Regions from separate parts of the Danio rerio genome. Here all the other regions are linked to region 2. Evidence: chromatin contacts called from public Hi-C and HiCAR-type data. All regions are on one chromosome and are shown on one strand. The core of a region is the stretch at or near the end of the contact, and the rest is flanking DNA. Distances in the headings are between cores, read along the strand shown.

What was found. Hi-C and Micro-C count contacts between places; a contact is called where the count stands out from the background. HiCAR-type assays count read pairs that join an accessible place to other places.
Region 1: a contact with region 2 is called in a HiCAR-type map of caudal fin, with 8 times the contacts expected there. The contact joins two enhancer-like sites. A contact is called at or near these places in 3 of 18 Hi-C or Micro-C datasets (caudal fin, hematopoietic stem cells and an unstated tissue) and 1 of 4 datasets of contacts at active chromatin or transcription factors (caudal fin).
Region 3: a contact with region 2 is called in a Hi-C map of an unstated tissue, with 2.1 times the contacts expected there. The contact joins two enhancer-like sites. A contact is called at or near these places in 2 of 18 Hi-C or Micro-C datasets (hematopoietic stem cells and an unstated tissue) and 2 of 4 datasets of contacts at active chromatin or transcription factors (caudal fin and embryo).

The regions. Positions count from the first base shown.
Region 1 is chr13:33,632,147-33,635,463 of GRCz12tu, reverse strand. No RefSeq gene overlaps it. Among named protein-coding and RNA genes, the nearest start is that of rps24, 12 kb to the right of the region's middle. Within about 2 kb of position 1,428, at least 39 of the 62 cell types and tissues checked have an H3K27ac peak or open chromatin away from gene starts, as enhancers often do. A contact at or near this core is called in caudal fin, where this site is marked.
Region 2 is chr13:33,880,073-33,883,180 of GRCz12tu, reverse strand. It overlaps a transcript of zmiz1a not described here. Among named protein-coding and RNA genes, the nearest start is that of zmiz1a, 19 kb to the left of the region's middle. Within about 2 kb of position 1,415, at least 48 of the 62 cell types and tissues checked have an H3K27ac peak or open chromatin away from gene starts, as enhancers often do. A contact at or near this core is called in caudal fin, where this site is marked.
Region 3 is chr13:33,723,771-33,727,056 of GRCz12tu, reverse strand. It overlaps a transcript of zmiz1a not described here. Among named protein-coding and RNA genes, the nearest start is that of rps24, 100 kb to the right of the region's middle. Within about 2 kb of position 1,291, at least 10 of the 62 cell types and tissues checked have an H3K27ac peak or open chromatin away from gene starts, as enhancers often do.

The sequences.
Region 1 (3,317 bases), core at 179-2,678, 250 kb after region 2:
AGAAATATGTTTATGCTTTTTTGGAGTCAAACACTTTAGACAACACTTGAACAAAATTTAGGACCTTGTGAAAACATGATTTAGAGTTTTTAACACCTTTTAAGGTACCTTCTCATTTTTGATTTATCAACTTTTAATACTTTAAGACCCCGTGGACACCCTGTAATGTAAAATTAACAATCAAAAGTTATGACTTTTACATTGTTGCAAAAATATTTCATTCAAAGCTATGGTGTTGTTTTTTGTAGTTCACTTAATTTTAAGAAGACAGACTAAAGGCATTAAAATAAAATTTCTATCATCATTTACTTACCCTCCACTTATTCCATTTTTTGAGTTGGTTTTATCTGCTGAACACTAAAGAACATATTAAATGCTATTCAAAACCATAAACCACTAAGTTTAGTGGTATTTTTCAAAATTCTGGAAGTGTACTTACTTCATTCTTTAAAATATCTCCATTTTAGGTCAACAAAGTGAAACCACGTCACTCTCCAGGCTTCTGTTTTGGATTAACTATGCTTTAAAGTTTACCATGAGGCCTAACTACCTTTCACTGTGCACCTCAAGATGACTGATCATATATTAAGAAAATACCCAACAGATATCCTACCTGTAGTTATGTATCTGAAAAAGCAAGCGAAAGATCACAAGCCGACGAACAGTAAATGTTTCTGTAACTGAAAATACAGTACAAGAAAGTCAAGGAGACCTCATGTTTTGTTCTTCATACCGCACAGAGACAGACATCAAGGACGCCTCAACTCAATCGACCTACTTAAGAGTTGGTCAAAGTAAAGTATGTCATAAGCTCAGTTTTACTTCAGAGAGAGAGAAAGAGAGGGAGAGCGAGAAAGGGAAAAAACAAGCTTGTTAAATTCAGGCAATAAAAAAAATCAGACATCACACTTGTACTATAATGGTGTTGTTCAATGAAGTTCTCCTGAGGTTGAGCAATACCTGTACCTCTTTATACCTTAAAGAGAGCAATCTGCATGCATCCTTTGTCAGCAAAGACCCATGTTTCTATGCAAATCTCTTTAAAAGGTCGTGGTCAATGTGATGACGGTGCTAAAAAGAAACATTTTGCTGACCACTTGCTTTTAAGCAGGTTAAACAGCAGCCAGTGAAGGAGAATTTCTGCACTTTCCAACGAAACCACGACAAACTCAACGCTCGAGCGCGTGAAGATCAACAACGCGCGCAAGGAAAAACACGCCGCACACACAAAGAAACATGGAAGAACATGAGATGGAGAAATAATTCAACGCGATATTAATTATATATCGTTCACAGACGTGACATTCATTTAGAAAAAGCAAACTGGCAGACGCCAGGTTCGCGGACGAGGAGAAGCGGGAGTGTTTTGACATATTAAATGACTGCAGACAGTGGTGCGCGGCCGCTCTGCATTCAGCCCACGTTTCCGGAAGATTCTAAGCGCGCTCCTGTGGCTCTGCCTGACCCACCGCCAGCCCTCCTCAGATCACATTCAAAGTGATTGTGCTGCTCAATATTTCATTGACATCAGCCTCAAAGATTGTTGCTACAGTGACACCAGAGATAATTATTTTTACCACAGTCTTTTTTTGAGATGTTTTACCCCCTCCTCTGCCTGGCTCCAGCCATTCCTGTGGAGAATTGTTCTGCATAAATCAGCTGGTGGAATATTGAATCAGCCTCACCACAGGGAATGTGTTTTTGTGTGTGGTATGTGTGACTGATTATTGCAAAGAGTCAAGGCGCTAAAACAAGGCAAACGGCGCCGCTTAGTGGCAGATCTGAGGCATTTATAGAGACAGAGATTGTTGATGCAATAAAGAACGTACAAAGATACAATTTTAGCAGAGACAAAAAGGTTTAAATAAATAAAATGCCAGCAAATTAAACAAGTTTAAATGATTTAAACCAAGAAAGAATTTAGATACAATATAAATATTAGAGTCTTAAGTCTTTTTTATTAATCTGGGGTTGCCACAACGAAATTAACCGCCAATTTATCCAGCATATGTTTTATGCAGCGGATGCCTTTACAGCTGCAACCCAGCACTGGGAAACATCCATAACCACTCATTCACACAAATACACTACACACAATTTAGCTTACCCAATTCACCTATAGCACATGTCTTTTGAACCGGAGCACTGAACGGAAAAAAGTAAGGGTGTTCCTGTGAAAATTTACATTTATGCATGTAAAATGTATCCAGAAAAAGCAATAAATTAATATTAAATTCACAATGAGAAGGGTTTAAGTTCAGAGAGTAACCAAACGATACAATTTTTGGGGATATACAAAAGTTTGGAAATAAAAATTATTTAATTAAATTGGAAAAATCAACCCAAAACACTTTACATTATGTACACTTCCAAAAACTTTATTTAGTGTTTCGTCATATTGAGTACAAAATGAGTATTCAGGGAAAATATCGTTATTAAATTTAGCTAGTTTGGTATCTATTGGGTAGCAATTAGGAATTATTTTGATTGAGACTTCGACAGCTTTAGAAGATAAAGACAATGTTTTTCCAAAGAAGCCAAAACTGTTCCCAATGTCATTAAATATATGATTCCACACCCCTATGCAAGCAGGTAAAGAGATCTGAGAACTTTTAATAACGAAGCAAATATCTTTGTTTGACATACAACTAAGAAGAGTTTTGGTGTTGTCAAAAATCAAACATTCTAAAGAACCTTTATGGCCAGATTTGACTAAAGGTATAACACTCAACCAGGGATTGCACCAAAAACAATGACATATTCCTTAGGGGAACTGGAAAAGTAAACTGATGCATAAATTCTTCACTTGAGACAGCACAGTCATCTCAGAGCTGACTAACTAAAAGCATTTTTTTTAAATTAGTGATTAAATTAGTATTTTTATTAAATGTTAAATTTTTATTTAAAATAGTATTAGTATATTTTAAATTAGTGAAATAAAACTGTATATGTGAAAGGGTATCAATTTATTGAGAGTGTAGGCCAAGGCTGCCCAAACTTTTTTGTATGAAGGGCCAAAAATCAAATATCATTGAGAGCCTTGGGTTGATAAATATACAGTTGCTATGGGCAGTTTCCTCATTTATTTCATAATATATATATATTTACATATATATATATATATATATATATATATATATATATATATATATATATATATATATATATATATATATATATATATATATATATATATAGAAAACCTCACTTTGAATCGTATTAACTAATGCAGTGTAACTTTTTAACTGTAACTTACTGCACTAAAAGCATAAACAATCATTTTTAACACAAGGGAGTTCAATGCTGAATACACCAGT
Region 2 (3,108 bases), core at 166-2,665:
ATTTCTTCAACACATTTCTAAACATAATAGTTTTAATAACTCATTTCTAATAACTGATTTATTTTATCTTTACCATGGTGACAGTAAATAATATTTGACTAGATATTTTTCAAGACACTTCTATACAACTTTAAGTGACATCTAAAGGCTTAACTAGGTTAATTAGATTAACTAGGCAGGTTAGGATAATTAAGCAAGTTATTGTATAATAATGGTTTGTTTTGTAGACTTTCGCAAAAATATATAGTTTAAACGGGCAAATAAATTTGACCTTAAAATTTTTTGAAAAAAATTTAAACTGCTTTTATTCTAGCCAAACTAAAACAAATAAGACTTTCTCCAGAAGAAAAAAATGTTATCAGACATACTGTGTAAATTTCCTTGCTCTGTTAAACATCATTTAGGAAATATAAAACAAAAAAAAGAAAGAAAAAAAAAAGTGGGGATTAATAATTTTGACTTCAACTGAAGGTAACTTTTCAGCAGCTATTATTTCAGTCTTGATGCCCAGTGTTGTATGATCTTAAATCATTTATCTGAATAAATGTTACCTTTAGATAAACATTTATCTAAAGAATTGTTTATCTAAATAAATGTTATGGCGGAATGAACCGCCCACTTATCCAGCAAGTTTTTACGCAGCGGATGCCCTTCCAGCCGCAACCCATCTCTGGGAAACATCCACACACATTCACACACACACTACGGACAATTTAGCCTACCCAATTCACCTGTACCGCATGTCTTTGGACAGTGGGGGAAATCGGAGCACCCGGAGAAAACCCATGTGAACGCAGGGAGATACACACAAAAGTGTTCTTTCAACTTATCTCTTATATACAGCACTTGGGGATTTTTGGAAAAAGAATGACAGTTTCACAGCTGGACTAATGATTTCGCTGAACTGTTACATATATAAGTACCACTTGAAAACATTAAGCTTTTGTTCCATTTATCTGAGAATGTAATATTTCATTTAAAAACATAATCCATGAGCATATCATCGTTTACCAAGCCACAGCGTATAAGCACACACACACTCAAACTTGCCCTTAACTATTTTACCAGACAACATATAACTTTACCTATAGCTGAATCTCAAAAACAAAGTTAAAAATGACAGACAACCAAGCACATGACCATATACTGTTCTCCCTCTCAATTCATTTTCCTCATTTGTGTGTGAGTGTAGAAGCGGTGAGCTGGACAGTGGCCCCTGCAGACCAGCACAAGGCAGTGTTTGTTATGTGAGTCCACAACGGCAGCGTAAAGGCTCTCCACTGCTCTCTATTGTCCTGACCTAAAATGTGCCGTAATCTCCAGAGCAGAGTGTCTCAGGCACCATATGTGTATGTGCTGGCCTCCTCCTGCCCCCATCTCTCCTTCTTTCTTTTCCCTCTCCTTCTCCCCCATTCTCTCCTGCCACTCAATCCGCCCCTCCTTTATCTCTCTCTCTCTCTCTCCGGAAGCGAGGCTCGCACTCCTTTAACAGGCTGGGGAATGGATTCATTTCATCTAATGTGGTTTGGTCTGAAGCAGAGCCACTCACCCTGAGCAAGAGGCTCCCCACTGCAGTCATGTGTTTTCATACAAGCCAATCAACACTCTTCAGTCTCCCCCCTCCTCTCTCTCTCTCTATTTATTTCTTTCAGTCGTTTTACCTTCCTCTTACTCTCAGGCTGACTCCCCCTCTTTTCCGCTTTCACCCTCCTCCCTCCTTTTCTTCTTTACATCTGCCTGAGGCTTTCTGTTTCATTCTGGTCACAAGGCAGTGAGACTCCAGTCTGCTTTTCTGTCCCTTCACCTCTCTCTCTCTTCTCTCTGCTCACCTCGCTTTAATTTCTTCTTTCTGTTCCCCTTTCTCTACCTGTTTCTCTTTCTCATTATTTGTTGGGATCTTGCTGCTGGAACAGAAGGTTGTTGTGGCCCATCTGTGAGCTGATGGAGAGAGGAGGGCATAAGGACAAACAGACAGAAAGGCAGATTTCAGGCACAAACTGCACCCCATTCACAATTTTAATTAGTGGCCGACCATTACGGTCTTCCAGTATTATGCTTGGCATGTGATGTTACTACTTTTTCAAATAGTGTTTTTATCACATTTACAAAAATATTTCGATATTATTTTTTAAATATCCATGTTATATAATATAAATTTTCCACCAAAAGCATTCACAAACTTGTTTGAGTGTTTAGAAATCTTCAAAATCAGTCTTTTCATTTCAAATTTGATCTTGATTTATTCAAATATACATGTAATGTTTCAGCAGCTATTACATCAGTCTTGATCTGTGTTGTATGATCTTTGAGAAATCATTCTAATATGTAATATTTGGTGTTCAGGTATCATTTATCGAAATAAATGTTACTTAAAGTAAATTTTATGAAAGGTTTAGAATTTTTTAAATATTTCCCAAGTGAGGATGTTCAATAGATTAAGGAAATATATAAATTATATATTTCTTTCCTTGTGGAGAAATCCTGGAATAAAAGCAGCCTTGAAAGGTTAATATCATTAGCAGGGGAAGATTTAGTGATTTGCGTGCCCTACACTGTAAAATATTCCCAGAATGTCACAATATGTTACTGTAATTTTGCATAGTAAATCACATTATTATCACTTTACAAGACTTAACTCTTTTTTTTTTTCTTTCTTACAGCAAATTACCATTAAAAAGGGCTATATCTTTTACATGTTAGTTATAGGAATTCCTACAAACTTGATTTTATTCAACATAGAAATGAACACACATGAACTTTTATGCTAGTACAGGCCCTTTTTGGTATTTAGAAATACTGGTATTTTGTACTACCTTCCTGTAATTTACTGTGAATTTACCCACAGTACCTTACAGTGAAAGTAATGAAATTATTAGCCAGTAATTTACTGTAAATGTAAGGTTGAATATTTTACAGTTTAAGAAATTCCAGCCATAGGGCCCAACAGTCCTAAAATGCACCCTTTTCATTTTTAATTAATTTGTGTTTATTTAATTGTTTTTTATATCCCTCAAACTTCTTTTATACGTTTTCTCTTAATGCCATCTCTACATTTTAAATGATTAGTTTTCTTAAAATGAGTTTACAACTAACAATGATAATGCATTT
Region 3 (3,286 bases), core at 42-2,541, 160 kb after region 2:
CATTTGAAGCAAAGGTTTGATTAAAAAAATGTAGAAATGGGTACAAAAATATTAACAAAATAAAAAAAAAACTTTGATTTATTTTAATAATGATTACAGGTCCAACACAAAAAATAAAACAACAACCACTGTTAAGGCTGATTTATACTTCTGTGTAGTGCAACTATGTGTAGTGCAAGCTCTGTGAAAGGTCAGCTTGGTGATTGTAACAAACATGGCCGGTGCTGAGAGCCGCAAGCCTGATGGAGCGTTTGTTTACAAGTGTCGCGTCACATGAAGGATCTCCAGATGGAGACTTTTGTTTTGTGTTTACCTTATAATAGCAAGTTTGAGTTTGCGAAGAAACTTGACACAGAGGAACATAAAAACCAACTGCCAGCTTGCGTTTCGGAATAATAGCGCGCAGAAGTATAAATGCATGACTACGCGCAAGACAAGCGCCATGCGTCACACTGATCACTCAACGCAGAAGTATAAATCAGCCTTTAGAGCAGCAAAAAAGAGGGTAACACTATTTTGCTTTTCATAAATGCTTCTGAATTTCACATTTCGATATGTAATTTTTCTATATTATTCATATTCTTTGTTTATATTTCTTTATTTACTGATTTTTATACAGTTATACTATAAAACTTGAATAGATTTTATTTTATTTGAGGCTGAACTTGTTTCAGTACAGTAAATAATATTACTCTTGAATGTCTGATAATAAAAATGTCAGATTATAAAAATACTCGAGTTCATTATGCGTTTGTTCATGTTTTATTAATGGACAAGTCTGAAGCACACTGTAAATTTATCCTGTCAATTTATACACAGCTAGTAGTATTAAGCATTACAGTAAACAATGTATTTTGTGCCAATAGAGCATAATATGAAACGATAGACTTTTTATTTTGTTTTTGCTTCTTTATTTAGGACTTTTTGTTTGATACAGCAAAGCCCTGCACTACACCGCTCCTGCCATTTTACAATATTTGCACTCTGGGGTTTCTAATATGGCTCTTTATCTGAACAGCCCAGGTAGAGAAATTAAAAGACATGAGCTCATAAGCGTGTGAAGCAGTCTGGTTGGAGAACCGCAGGGGTGAACGAGAGGGGAGGGCATATAGTGGCCACCAAGAGCGTGGCTTATGAAACAGTCATTAAGAGCCAGGGCACACAGCACTTACCTGGGAAGTGGTGCTTGCCATTGCATGCCAATTTGAGCCTGGACATACACGCACAGACAAACACACTTACACGGCTCTGGATTTATCATGCTCTATCTGGCGCCGAGTCTGCACTAGCACTCCATGAACGTCTCTCTGTTGCCTACAGCTGTCACCTCATGAGCTCTGCACGGAGGCTGTGATGCATGAAGTGTATTTGTGGAGCAAGAGGTGTGTTCTCAGATGGAATACATTTTCATTGTGAGATCTGCCTCCAACGGTTAATAAGTGCTAAAGAAAGCTCTGGGCCGTGCGGTTTTTCGGATTTTGACACCAAAGAATACGGATAATAACAGGTTTTAAGCAAAAACATGGAAAATCAGGATGATATGTATGTGACAGGACTAAATGATTATGGAAAATTGCTCAGTGTAAAGAAAATGAGCCATTTTAACAGCATACTATGCAAGATTAATAAGATATTACACCATACCAGTGTTTCCTGCAAATCCAGAGTTAAAAAAATCATCTTACAAGTTATGAAGCTGCAATATGAATGCAATCACAGAAAGATGTTGGCTTTCAAAAAGTTAAATGAAGTCAATGCATCTTTCTTTTTCTGTTACAGACACAGCAACAACATTCTCAAAGCAATATAAAAACCACCCAAACTTTGAATCGGGCTGAAGAACACAATCTGCATCAAATTCTTCTCCTAAAAGCTATTTAAATGTATGAACAAAAATATAGAAATCTGCTAAACTGAAGCAATACACTGTCAAAAAAAACTACGTTTGCTGTTTGTTCAAGCTACTTATTTAAAATGAATGGAAATAATACAATTCTTAAAGATTCAGAATGCAAGTTTGACAGAGTGGTTGAACTAGGTATTGGACTCCTGGATCAAAACAAATGCAAGCGCAAGTTGCCAGATTAAGTATCAGAGCGATTTAAATCATGTTCTAAATAAAAGCAACGGTACGGAACCCCGGAAGGGACGTAGTGGAGGAGAAAAAAAATGGGTGGGTGAAAAAAAAATAATGGGTGAAAGAAAAAAAATGGGTGGGAGGAAAATATATATTTCTAAGTTTTTTGCGTTCTCTCGCAAAGTTTTGCGTTATCTCGCAAAGATGTTTTGCACTCCCTCGCAAAGATGTTTTGCGTTATCTCGCAAAGATGTTTTGCGTTCTCTCGCAAAACTGTTTCTCCACAAACACTTCCTGTTCACTGCACTCACGTAAACCCTCCCGTTTTTGCCGAAATTCTCCCGTATTTTACCATTCTATCCCACTTTCTTTACATTACTGTGCGTATGCTACCTATGAACCAGTGAATGCATGTATAAGCGCTGACTGACAGACGCGCTTCGTACAATAAACTGATCCCAGATCAGCGTCTGTACACGCCATTTACAGAGGAGCGGGTGTATGTTTAAACAGACAAATACACTGAATAATATGAAGTTTCTAAAATAATGGACTGCTTTCATTATAGATCTGTGCATTCTTACAGAGACACCTCTGTTATCAAACTAAACAAAACATGAGATTCATTTGCTGCGCACTTGTTTGATAACAGAAGTGTCCCTTTAAATGGCGCGTACAGACGCTGATCTGGGATCAGTTTATTGTATGGAGCGCGTCTGTCAGTCAGCGCTTAAACATGCATTCACTGGTTCAGAGGTTGCAAAGTGAAAGGCGACAATCAGCGCACAGTAAAGAAAGTGGGATAGAATGGTAAAATATGGGAGAATTTCAGCAAAAACGGGAGGGTTTACGTGAGTGCAGTGAACAGAAAGTGTTTGTGGAGAAACAGTTTTGCGAGAGAACGCAAAACATCTTTGCGAGATAACGCAAAACATCTTTGCGAGGGAGTGCAAAACATCTTTGCGAGGGAACGCAAAACATCTTTGCGAGGGAACGCAAAACATCTTTGCGAGGGAACGCAAAACATCTTTGCGAGGGAACGCAAAACTTTGCGAGAGAACGCAAAAAACTTAGAAATATATATTTTCCTCCCACCCATTTCTTTTCTTTCACCCATTATTTTTTTTTCACCCACCCATTTTTTTTCTCCTCCACTACATCCCTTCCGGGGTTCCGTACAACGGCACCTGATAGAAGGAATATTTTCCA